Regions from separate parts of the Mus musculus genome. Here region 1 is linked to region 2. Evidence: chromatin contacts called from public HiChIP or PLAC-seq data. All regions are on one chromosome and are shown on one strand. Each heading gives the region's core, a stretch centred on a gene start, on an enhancer-like site or on the middle of the called end of the contact. The rest is flanking DNA. Distances are from core to core; before and after follow the strand shown. Region 1 holds the start of Zfp651 (zinc finger protein 651). Region 2 has its middle 17 kb from the start of Ackr2.

Evidence for each region. HiChIP or PLAC-seq counts read pairs in DNA pulled down with a chosen protein or histone mark.
Region 1: a contact with region 2 is called in an H3K27ac HiChIP or PLAC-seq map of microglia, with 6 times the contacts expected there. The contact joins the promoter of Zfp651 here to the enhancer-like site in region 2. A contact is called at or near these places in 1 of 39 promoter capture datasets (hippocampal neurons), 2 of 484 Hi-C or Micro-C datasets (pancreatic cancer cells and uterus), 2 of 115 datasets of contacts at active chromatin or transcription factors (embryonic stem cells and microglia) and 3 of 9 other capture datasets (adipose tissue, liver and pancreatic islet).

Annotation. Positions count from the first base shown.
Region 1 is chr9:121,755,810-121,762,072 of GRCm38.p6, forward strand. It overlaps Zfp651 (zinc finger protein 651), which reads left to right and starts at 4,224. Exons shown (of 6, transcript NM_001166644.1): 1 at 4,224-4,416. The coding sequence starts at 4,414. It overlaps E530011L22Rik (RIKEN cDNA E530011L22 gene), which reads right to left and starts at 4,134. Exons shown (of 1, transcript NR_033503.1): 1 at 831-4,134. Nktr (natural killer tumor recognition sequence) reads left to right here. Exons shown (of 17, transcript NM_010918.2): 17 at 1-1,032.
Region 2 is chr9:121,878,367-121,884,496 of GRCm38.p6, forward strand. No RefSeq gene overlaps it. Among named protein-coding and RNA genes, the nearest start is that of Ackr2, 17 kb to the right of the region's middle. Within about 2 kb of position 3,420, at least 96 of the 459 cell types and tissues checked have an H3K27ac peak or open chromatin away from gene starts, as enhancers often do. A contact at or near this core is called in adipose tissue, hippocampal neurons, liver and 1 more, where this site is marked.

The DNA.
Region 1 (6,263 bases), core at 2,974-5,473, 120 kb before region 2:
GCCAGCCAGCTATTGTTCACCATGTCTGTAAATTAGTTAATTAGAAGGATAACATCGGAACTCAGTGCTTGGCGGGTTAGACATGTGGTTTATAGTGAGTGGGTCCTTCTACCCCCCCCCCCTTTAAAGTTGCCTACAAAGAAGGGTGTTTGAATCTAGTATTCAGTAGGAAGAATGCATTCAGAGCCCAAATAAACTGGCAAATGTAATTAGTAAGAAAAGGTCACTATTGGGCCATATATTCTTATTTGGTTGCTGTGTAACAAGTTATCCCAAATTTCTCAGCCTAAGAGTGCCTATGTGTCATTGACAAACAGGCAATGGTAGGGTTGACTCATCTGCTCAGGGTCTCAAGGTAAGGTCTGGAAGAGCTCATTTCTCAGAAGACTCTGGGAAGACGTGACTTGTAGCTGGGCCCCTCTAGAGCCCTCGGTGGATGCCCACATCGCCTGCTGTAGGCCTTGCCAGCTTCAACCAGCAGGGACCCTTTGAGTCTTGTCTTTTTTTCAAAACCTCTGCCCTCCTCCTGCTTTAAGGGTCCATGTAAGTAGATCAGACTCCAGAGATAAATCTCTACTCGAAGTCCCGTGGCCAGAGGAATTACAGACATTGTCGGGTTCTGGGGATTAGCATAGCAAGAGGAAGGGCATCCACCTACCACCTACTGCTGCATGGACAGGGCTTAACCTGTACCAGCAGGCACTCATGTTCAGTAATGTCAACCTTGCTGTTTATACTCGACTGAATACAGAAATGGCTTTTCTTCTTATCCACGATCATTCTGTATTTTGAAGTTATTTTTTTAATAAAATTGAATTATGTTGTGTAATGTGCTTAATAGAAAATGCTTTCTTTATTGGATGATTTTGTAACATCCTGTTTACTGCAAGTGGCATAGTTGATATTGTTCAAAAATGTAGAAAATACTTTTGTACATACTAGCAATGTCTAATTTGTATATACTTCTATGAAATTTCTCTACAACTTGAAAAGGATCTTGTAGAAATGAAAATACATGCTGAGTTTGAGCCTGCCTGCTTGGTCTTTCTTTGCTCAAACTCCAGTCAGTTTCTGATACAGCCAAGCGAAGAGACTTGTCCATTGGCAGGTTACTGGGGTGCAGGAGTGACCTGGGAGAGCCTGGCAGAAACATACCCTCTGGTGGGATGCAACTCCAGGTCTCCTCCCGCTGTCCTCTGCAAGTCATCTGACTGTGGCACCCATCATCACTCACCTCCTAAGACAGACCATGTGACATTTGAACATACAGGTGAGGACCTGCTGGCTAAGCAGAGTGAACCTGCTAGCTTGTTTGCAGAGAACTGGGTTTGCTAAACAGTGTTTCCCCAACTTGGGAAACTGAAAATTGTCGAATGTGGGTGTTTTATTTTTTATTTAAAGAAAATGCCAGGTGTGGTAGGGTAGTGCACATCTTTAACCCCAGCAGAAGAGGGTGGATCTCTTGAGTTCAAGGCCAGACAGAACTGCATAGTAAGACTCTTTACTCTTGTGGTGTGGTGGCAGGACAGCCAGGGCTATACAGAGAAACCCTGTCTCGAAAAACCAAAAAAAAAAAAAAAAAAAAAAAAATATTAATTAATTAATTAATTAAAAGCCGGGCGTGGTGGCACAGGCAAAATACCCATAACTTGTTAAAAAGACAGGTCAGAATGTCTAGCTGAGACAGATTACTGGTTGCTGTAGTCTCTCGGGCACCTCGAGGGAGGAGTTAGAGCTCTGCATTCAGGAATCAGTACACCACAGCACAGGCTGCATTCTGAGGCCTGGGCCTCTTGCCATAGCTGCTTCCTCCCTGTGGTTTACAGCAGCCCGGTGTTGTCTTCTTCAATACCAAACCTCATACAAGCAGTAAGACCAAACTCCTGAGGCTGAGGCACCTGGGAGATACCAAGGCAGAATGTGGGTTTTAAAAGGGCCAGAACTACACCTATGTCCACTGAGCCCTAACCCTGATCCCTGCTGCCCACATGCAGATTCTGAGGACCATTGTCTCTGCCCTAACTTTAAGAGGAGTCTGCCTCCCTGAAGACTATGTCTGGAAACACTTAGGGCTCAGAAGACCTCTAGAACCCCCACTACTGGGCAGACATGTAGGACCCGATGGTCTCTGCACAGCAGTGATGGACGTAGGCCTTGACACTGCTGCTGGTCACATCTGAGTTAAAGGGATGGGGGCTTCCGCAAGAAGTACCACGGCCCAAGGTTGTGGAGGACTAGGGTCTCTGGGAGCCTTTTGGAAGTTAACAGGGAGGCTCTCCTGTAAGGCCCTGGACTTGGTGTGGGAAAGGGAACCTGCTGGTTTGCATTAGGCTCCCACCCTTGTGCAGCTGTGGCCCATTAGTGCTGGACTCAGCAGCCAAAACTGAGGGAGATGGAGGCCACGTACTGTACACCCTCCCCTTCCAGCCTGCACCACCCACTTTTTGGACTGCCTAACTTGCATTTCTGTTACCTGGTGAGCGTAGTTTCCCCAGCCAAGTGCAGGAACCCCAAGCAGTCTGGGGTTGTCTCCTTGTTCTCCAAAGTGAAGTTTGGCCTGGAGTCACTCAGCTTTAGGGGTCTAAAGCACCCACCTCTATCATGGTAATGAGTGCTCTGGCCCCTAAACCAACCAACAGAACTTGAGGTTGTGGCCTAGAATCCTTCCTCTGCTCCCATCTTGTCCCTCCAGTTGGCTGTACCCCATGTCCAGACCACTCAGTTCTGCAGCCATGAACACAACGGGGCTTCTGGCTTTTGCAGCTGTTGCCAGTGACAAGCCCAGTGTGCCCTCTTGCCCTCAGTCGGAGTTCAGAGAACCCAAATGAGACAGCAGGGGGTGGGGTAGGGGTGTCACTCCTTTACCTTAGCCAAGGCCAGTACCAGCTTCTTCCAACCTCCCAGCACAGCGTCTACATGTTTTCTCTCTCTGCGGGACTCTCCTTGTCCACCCAGTAGGTAGACAGCCCTGCCCTTCCCACCTCCCAGGTCAGTGCAGCAATCAACTGGGTCAGACGAGAAACTTGGGTTTTGGGAAGTGTAGGAGACATCATCGGTAATTGACAGGTTCACAGCTTCAGCCTAGAGCCTCAGATTCGGGAACCCAGGTAGGGGCATGCCCTGCGCATGTGAAGGAAGGGGCTCTCCTCACTGTCCCTACCTTTCTTCACCTACTCAGCTTCCTTGCTCAGGGGTAGTCAGCCCATGTCCAGTGAGAGATCCTTGCATTCTGAGGGGACAGACCTTCGACTATTTGATGACACCTGCTTGGCTCCAGAGAAAGAGCTACAGCACACCATGAGGAAGGCGCACACCCAAGGAGACTGCTATGGCTGGAGTGGAATGGCCCGGCTGGAGCAGTGTTGGGAGAGTGACTAGGCTGAACAGTGGGTAGGGGTGCGGGGCGTCCGAAGGAGAGACCACGGTGGTAGTCCGTAGTCCCGCCCTGCTGTCGCTCGGCCTGGCAGCGTTCCTTCGCAGCCTCCTGCCAGCACAGCCAGCCCCCTGCCCCCACGGAGCCGGTGCCAGAGCAGCGTTCCGCAAGCCGAGCTGCATCTTCCCAGCGCCGAGGCTGCGCGGAGGGCCCCTCGGCCGGGCCTGGGCCTCTGGCCCCCACCCGGCTGTTCCAGGTAGGTCATCTGAAAGGCTTCCGTCGTTGCGGCGGTTGCTCGGAGGTTCTGCAGCCAGAGGCCCCCAGGTAGGTTCGGGAGACTCAGAGCAAAACGCGTGGGAGGCCGGAGCAGCTACAGACCCCAGACTCACCCCCAAGTCGGAGCAGCCGGAGTCACAGGGGGCGGGAGATGAGCGCGGCTGGGGTACGGGTCCATCAGAGTCGCCTGGCTCAGGGGAGCAGGTGGGTCGGGGGGCGGCGCGCTCTGCTCAGCGACCTCACGCCTACCCTGGCCCCGCCCATGCAGAGCAGCGGGAGGACACCCGGGTTAGACTCCCGGACGAACTTCCCAGCAAAGAAGGGCAGAGAGGGACTTCGCGCGGGAGGGTGGGATCGAGCGGTCCAAACGCTCCCACGTCACCAGCCGGGTCGGTCCGGGGACCCCGAGGCTCTCCCGAGGGCAGCTGCATCGAGACGGCGCGCGTCCGCGCCCCCAGCCAGCACGCAGGGCGGCCTGGCCCTTTAAGCGTCCAGACGGCGGCCCCAGCTGACGCGCGGGCTCCAATCGGCGCCCCGCGCCCCCCGCCCGCCGCGCCCGAGGCTCCCGGGCCGCAGCTGCTCGGCCGGGACTTGCCGCGGCCCTGCGCCTCCGCCCGCCCGGCCGGCCGCGCCCCCGGGGCCATGGTCGCGGGGCCCTGCGCAGGGGCGGCCCCCAGCGCGGCGCTTCATGGAGCGGCCCGGGCCCGGCCCTCGGGGGCAGCGCGATCCTGCGGGGCCCTGTGAGCTCCCAGCGCCGCGGCACCATGGTACGCAGGGCCCTGCCTGTCCCCCCGCTTATCCGCCCACCTGCGAGCGCCTCCTTTCAGAGCGCACGGCCCCTTGGGACCCGGTGCAGGGTCTGGAAGACCTGGCCCCTCCCCCGGGGTCCTCGACCCTATCTGTCCGGTGTGCAGGGCCCAGAGTGCGGCGCGGCGGCGCGGCTCAGGGGTGAAATTCCTGGGGTGGGGGGTGCAAACGCGAAAGGCCGAGGTCTTGCTGCGCACGGGCGGAGGGGGGAGCTTCTCTGCGTCCGGACGGCGCCGCCCCGGGGCTGGTAATGGGGGGAAAAGGGGGAGTCGGATTCCCGCCCGGGCCTTGGGCCACGTGGGCGCTGCAGCCGCTCTGCCGGAGACTAGGATGGATCGCTCCATAGGCGGGGGGCGCCCACAGCTGGAGTGGAAACTCCTGTGTGACCTTGGGCCGGTCCCCTGCCGTCTCTGAGCCTGTTTCCCAGGCCTCTCCAAAGAAAGCATCCAGAAGTCATGAGCCTGTACCCCTGCCGCCGGGGTTTCACCAGATGGCCTTTGGGAGGCAAAAGCTTGGTGGCCTCTGCAGGTGTCCCTCTGGGGGAGGGCTGCGATGCAGCTGGTGTACCCAGGTGTTGAGAAGCCTCCTCAGCTTCAAGGAGCCGGAAGCATCTGGCCAGAGGCTACACAGCTGGTGGGCACTGATCCGGAAGGGGCCCTGCCACTGGCTGGCAGCATCTCTGGTCCATGGCTGGGGAGGCTGCAATGTGACTTTAGGGATGCCTGGGTTTCTGCCAGGCTCAAGTGGCCCTGCCCAAGCAGGAGGTCCCTGGGGAAGCTTTGTAAAGGGAAAAACGGGGACCCCAAGCCTGGAATAAGTGGTGCCATGGGGGGGCCTTTCCCTGCCACCGTCCACCCCCCAGTAGTACAGACACCAGGACCTGCAGGTGCAATGACTGGGAAGGAGGCAGGACCAGAGGGTGTGGTGACTGTGTCTGGATGCTTAGGTGGTTCTCACACCTCATGCTTCCACCCACCTCACTTCCAGGACTCTCCAACTGCCTGTCTGAAGTGTACCAGGCAGAAGGGAAGGGTGCTGGAGTGGCAGGATGGCCACAGCTCCATGAGTAAAGCCTCTCTGGGCCTCAGTTTCTCTAAGAAAGAGGAATTGGTCCCAGAAAATGAATCAGAGTGAGTCAGAGAGGGATGGGCGGGGCCCCGTGCCACGTCCCTGCTGGACGGCCCAGCAGTTCTGGGATAGATTCAAGAATGGGTGGCTGGTGGGGGTGTGAGGGGTGGAGGGAGCTTCAGGAAGGCAACGTCTGTTGGTGGAGCGGAGGGCAAAGAGTGGGCATGTCTTGGGCTGCTGGCCGAGGGCACAGGTTCGAAGCTCCTTGGGGCTCACCCGCAGCTTCTCCTTTAGCAGAATGACAAGGGAGCTCAGAGTCCATGCTCTCTGTCTGGCCCACCCACTGCTGACAGGAGAGAGGACTTAGAGGGGACAGCTTCATCCTGGGACCCCTAAGGAAGGTGGGGTTGTGTCCCCCATTGGGATGCATCGGCATTCACACACTGGAAGCTTTCGTCTCCACAGGCAGAGCCCATGGAGCATCCAAAGCCAGCCGTTGTAGGGCCGGACTGGCCAGTGTCTGCTGAGCCCCAGGCCCTATGTGAGGGATAAGACAGGCCCATCTCTACCACCCGACTAAACAGGACTGTTCTGGGAGTGGGGCAGGGCCTAAAGGCCTGGCAGTCTGATCTGTCAGTCACTAAGGTCCCTAGGGGGCTCTCCAGGAGGTGCGACCTCCAAGACAGGACCAGCCTGGAGCTTCTGCGTCTGGGCTGGGGTGCCGGAGTGTGGCAAACAG
Region 2 (6,130 bases), core at 2,170-4,669:
CTGGCTGTTAGACTACTGAACAATGGCCCAAAGGATAAAAATTTCCTGGAAATCCTATGCAGGGGGCAGGGAATACTTGACATGCTGGTGCTAGCTCAAGGAGGAGCCTGTCTCCAGAGAGATTATTTCACACGGTCTGACAACTAGTCAGATCACCTTACAGAAGAGACTCGTGTAGACGTGCTGGGCAGGGGCATACCTTTACCAGGACTGCAGAGTTAGGATTATCTCTTGCCCAAGCCTCTGGTTGAGGAACTACCTCAGTCAGTAAGGAGCCCGAGTTTGGATCTCCAGCACCCATGCTCAAAGCTGGACCTGGCTGTAACCATCCACAATCACTGTCTTAGAGATGTCTCAGGGTATTCTGCAGCCAGGATAGGACACAAGAGGTCAAGACGACAGCTTCTGTGTTATTTGCCTGTAGCCACTCCCCCAAGTCCTCTGGGAGCTCCTTAGGTCTGCTAGACTCAAGTATGGTCCTGAGGTCACAAGGACCACTCAGTGATCAAGACAGAGGCTTTGTGGTTGGCATAATCCCGGAGCAGGGAAGTGGAGGCAGGAGGATCTTGCGCGCCCGACTCGCCAGCAAGAACGACGCCACAATAGGATCCTTCTGCACACGTTTATTGGGAGAGCATTGATTGCAGAGGCGAAAGACCCTGAGCCCAGAAATGGTGCTGCTTATATAGGCCTAGGAGTGACGTGTCCATACCTGATTGGTTATGCTACCAGTACCTGATTAATATGCGTCGGGCCAGGCAGTGACTGGACAAAAAAACTTTACTGCATATGTACACATTGGTTATTTGTCCAAACTTATGCGTGGTGGCCAGCAGTAGCCAGCGCTACTCTGCAACGGCACATGTGGCTTCCCACAGGAGGATCCTGGGCTTGCTGGCCAGCTAGTCTAGCAGAATCAGTGAGAGAACCAGAGAGTAAGGTAGAGAGCAACTGAGAAAGATAACTGATATCTAACTCTGGCTTCCACATATACACACAAACATACACAGAGAGAAACACCTACAGACACAGACACACACAAAGACACACAGACACAACACAGACCCAGACATATGCACACACACAAACACAGAAACACACACATCCACAGATACAACACAGAGATACATATTCACACAGACACACACAAAAACACAGAGAAACACATACAGACACAACACACACAGACACACAGGAACACATACAGACACAACACAGACACAGACATACAGACACATACATAGACATACAGACACACACAGAGACATACACAACACAGACACACAGAGACACACAAACACACAGCCACACAGAGAGACACAGACACAGGACAGACACAGACAGACACACACAGATACACAGACACATACACAGACACACACACACAGAAACACACACACGCATTCTAAACCTCATGTCATGACCCTGAATACAGACATGGGTGTCCTGCACCTCACTGTTCCTCATCTCAGTGTAGCCACAGACTGAATAAACTTTTCTCTGCTTTTCACTATTACTTGACTCTTTGATCGATTGCCATTATTGGGGCTGGGAGGCTGAACTAACTACCTTACTGGGACATCCAGAGCTAGGCTTTGATCCTAAAATTCTGGTAATGTCTTTGTAAGTCACGGCTCTAGAGGAGTTGACAAACTACAAACACATCAAATGGATAGGACAAGACAAGCCTAGATGTACGTCAGAGAGCACCGAGGCCCTGGAGCAGTTGCAGCCTGCAGAGAGAGAGGCAGTGCACTGTGAGGCACCGTGGTGCACTAGGCACAACCACTCAGAAGGTTCCTGGCACTGTGTGCAGATGCCAAAGGAGTCACCTTAGGTGCAGGAGGTGAAGTGAGATCCTGCAGGGTGGATCTTGACCATACAGAGAGCCCAGGAATGCCCACTCAGACTACCCAGTCGTTTGTTGGCAACTGCCTCGTCCACAGGTCTCCCCTCTTTCAGGCCTTTGCAAAGATGACTAGTGCGGCAGGCTTTAGCATCTTCCCCAAACTCCTCACGTGGTGACCTCTATAAAACTTTCTCTCACTTCCAAACTACCTCAGACGCAATCCTCCCTGCCACAGATTGCGTATTGGTTGGCTGTTTTGGGCCACAGAGTGAAAGGTCTCCGGTTTGGGGTTGAGGTGGGACACTAAGGCAGATTATCCTGTCTAGTAAGAGATTTATTAGTTTAGCACCACGAACGTGGTGGAAGCTCCAATGAGAGTTCAGACCCTCAAGGCAAAGTGTGGGTTTCTTTTAGGTCTCAGTGGAAGGGAGAGTTGCCCTGTAGTCAGGCTGTCCCTGACTCCCAGTAAGCAAGGAAGAGGGAATCTTGCACTGCCAAGAAGGAATGTGTAACATGAAGGATGTGGGGGCGTGAAGGGAGGCACTTTGAGTTAAGGTGTGCCCATTATGTGGGCATAGGCATGTGTCCCCCAAGATGTCCCAGCCTCTGGTAATGAGCCTGCAAACTTCCTTGGGGAAATGAAAATGGCCCTGGAACCCAAACGCTTGGTGAATGGATGCTATTAGGATGTTACAGATTCTTAGACGTGCTCCCAGTAGAGGGCGCTGGTCTCTTCCTTGCTAGTGGCTGATGGGCTGGAGAGATGGCTCAGCTGTTAGGCGCACTTGCTGTTCTTCCAGATGGTTTGACTTCAGCTCTTAACACCCAGGTCAAGTGGCTCACGACTCCCTGTGGCTTCCGCTGGGGCGAGGGCGGGGCGGGGGTGGGCGGAAGCTCGTTTCTGGCTTCCGTGGTTACCTGAGCACGTGAACACGTGTGCATAAGCACATGCATACATATAAAAATAAAAATCCTAAAGAAATTAAACAGGCTTCTGCAGGGGGCCTTGGTCTGAGCAGGAGTGTGATCCGGATTTAAACAGAGAACTCTTCGTCTTCAGGAACATTTGGTTTCATGACCTTGTTCCGGCTCAAATCTCTGGAATGTTTGAATCTGGGAGCCTGTCGAAATTGTAGGGATCCTAAAAGAATCTGGCTCAGTCGCCACAACTTTAAGAAACTGTGGTACACTGTATGTTGTGTCTATGTGTATTTGTATGTGGGTGTACACATGTGTCCACGGTGAACCTGGCATTCACCAGCTCGGCTAGAGGGCAGCAAACTCCAGGGATCTGCCTGTCTCTCTCCAGCAATAGAATTACAGATGGGTGCCACCCACTCATCTTTTTTTTTTTTTTTTTTTAATTTTAAAATTTAATTTTTATGCTTGCATGTATAACTGCACCATATCCCCTGGAACTAGAGTTACAGACAGTTGTGAGCCATTGTGTGCATGCTGGGAGTCTCGGATCTTGGAAGGGCAGCCAATGCTCTTAACGGCTAAAGCAGCCCTCAGGCCCCCAACACCCAGCTCTTTGTATGAACTCAGGTCCTCACGCTTGTTCAGAAAGCACTTTACCCACTGAGACATCTCCCAGCCCTTTGTATGTTTACTAGTGTTCTAAATTCAAGATACACCAGTAGTTCTGGGAAACAGATTTTCCAGGAAGTCATGGGTGATGTCTGTTGACGGGATATGAAATTCAGCTTTAGTGCTGACAAACTGTGGGGTCATATTCCAAATGAAGGAATGACGAGGAGGTGTAATCCTGCTTCCAAGTCCCCAGACCTTTTGCATGCCAGCTGTGGATCCAGATTCCCTCTGTCACCTCCAACTTGTTTCCCTTGCCCTGTGTCACTGGAAACCTGGTCCATCATCCGACAGACAGTGAACACAGTGTGGGACTCATGTTTATCAGCAAGGTCCCAGACACTTCCTGAGGCTTCAGTGTATCCAATGGGCCACTGTGGACTCAGAGTACCACAGAAAAACAAGACACAATTCTCCCTTCCAGGAGCCCCCGTCTGGAAAGGGCAGTGTCCCTTAGTCATGATGGATTTCTGAATGAGCTGCACGGGCAGGAAGTGAGTCCCGTTTTTCCGTTTGTGCAGCCTGTCAGCCGTTTGTAAACACTGACCCCACCCTTCGTGGCACAGCCTTGCTGTCCTAACCAACATTCAGCCATGAGATCAACCACAGACCCTGAGCAATCTCCAAGCAGTTAGCCATGAATAAGAGAGGCTGTGGCTGTGCACTGAAGGCAGCCTCCTGATGCTCACATAACCTCTTGTGGGTAAACAACCTGGAGGTTGCACTTGGGATGTTCCCACAGGCCTTATCCCATCCTTGTGACTTGACTTCTTTTTTCTTTTTCTTTTTTCGGTTTTATTTTATTTTTATTAGGTATTTTCTTCATTTACATTTCAAATGCTATCCCAAAAGTCCCCCATTACCCCCCCCCCCACTCCCCTACCCATCCACTCCCACTTCTTGGCCCTGGCGTTCCCCTGTACTGAGGCATATAAAGTTTGCAAGACCAAGGGGCCTCTCTTCCCAATGATGGCCGACTAGGCCATCTTCTGCTACATATGCAGCTAGAGACACAAGCTCTGGGGGTACTGGTTAGTCTATATTGTTGTTCCACCTATAGGGTTGCAGACTTCTTCAGCTCCTTGGGATTTTCTGGAGTCCACCTTCTTGAGTTCTTTATATATATTGGGTATTAGTCCCTCCTCCATTGGGGGCCCTGTGTTCCATCCAATAGCTCACTGTGAGCATCCACTTCTGTGTTTGTCAGGCACCGGCATAGCCTCACAAGAGACAGCTATATCAGGGTCCTTTCAGCAAAATCTTACTGTCGTATGCAGTGGTGTCAGCATTTGGAGGCTGATTATGGGATGGATCCCCAGGTGTGGCAGTCTCTAGATGGTCCATCCTTTCGTCTCAGCTCCAAACTTTGTCTCTGTAACTCCTTCCATGGGTGTTTTGTTCCCAATTCTAAGAAGGGGCAAAGTGTCCAAACTTTGGTCTTCCTTCTTCTTGAGTTTCATGTGTTTTGTAAATTGTATCTTGGGTATTCTAAGTTTCTGGGCTAATATCCACTTATCATTGAGTACATATTGTGTGAGTTCTTTTGTGATTGGGATACCTCACTCAGGATGATTACCCTCCAGGTCCATCCATTTGCCTAGGAATTTCATAAATTCATTGTTTTTAATAGCTGAGTAGTACTCCATTGTGTAAATGTACCACATTTTCTGTATCCATTCCTCTGTTGAGGGGCATCTGGGTTCTTTCCAGCTTCTGGCTATTATAAATAAGGCATAGTGGAGCATGTGTCCTTCTTACCAGATGGAACATCTTCTGGATATATGCCCAGGAGAGGTATTGCGGGATCCTCCAGTAGTACTATGTCCAGTTTTCTGAGGAACCACTAGACTGATTTCCAGAGTGGTTGTACAAGCTTGCAATCCCAGCAACAATGGAGGAGTGTTCCTCTTTCTCCGCATCCTCGCCAGCATCTGCTGTCACCTGAATTTTTGATCTTAGCCATTCTGACTGGTGTGAGGTGGAATCTCAGGGTTGTTTTGATTTGCATTTTCCTGATGATTAAGGATGCTGAACATTTTTTCAGGTGCTTCTCAGCCATTCGGTATTCCTCAGGTGAGAATTCTTTGTTTAGCTCTGAGCCCCATTTTTTAATGGGGTTATTTGATTTTCTGGAGTCTACCTTCATGAGATCTTTATATATATTGGATATTAGTCCCCTATCTGATTTAGTATTGGTAAAGATCCTTTCCCAATCTGTTGGTGGCCTTTTTGTCTTACTGACAGTGTCTTTTGCCTTACAGAAGCGTTGCAATTTTATGAGGTCCCTTTTGTTGATTCTCAATCTTACAGCACAAGCCATTGCTGTTCTATTCAGGAATTTTTCCCCTGTGCCCATATCTTCGAGGCTTTCCCCCACTTTCTCCTCTATAAGTTTCAGTGTCTCTGGTTTTATGTGGAGTTCCTTGATCCACTTAGATTTGACCTTTGTACAAGGAGATAAGAATGGATCAGTTCACATTCTTCTACATGATAACCGCCAGTTGTGCCAGCACCATTTGTTGAAAATGCTGTCTTTTTTCCACTGGATGATTTTAGCTCCCTTGTCGAGATCAAGTGACCATAGGTGTGTGGGTTCATCTCTGGGTCTTCAATTCTATTCCATTGGTCTACTTGTCTGTCACTATACCAGTACCATGCAGTTTTTATCACAATTGCTCTGTAGTACAGCTT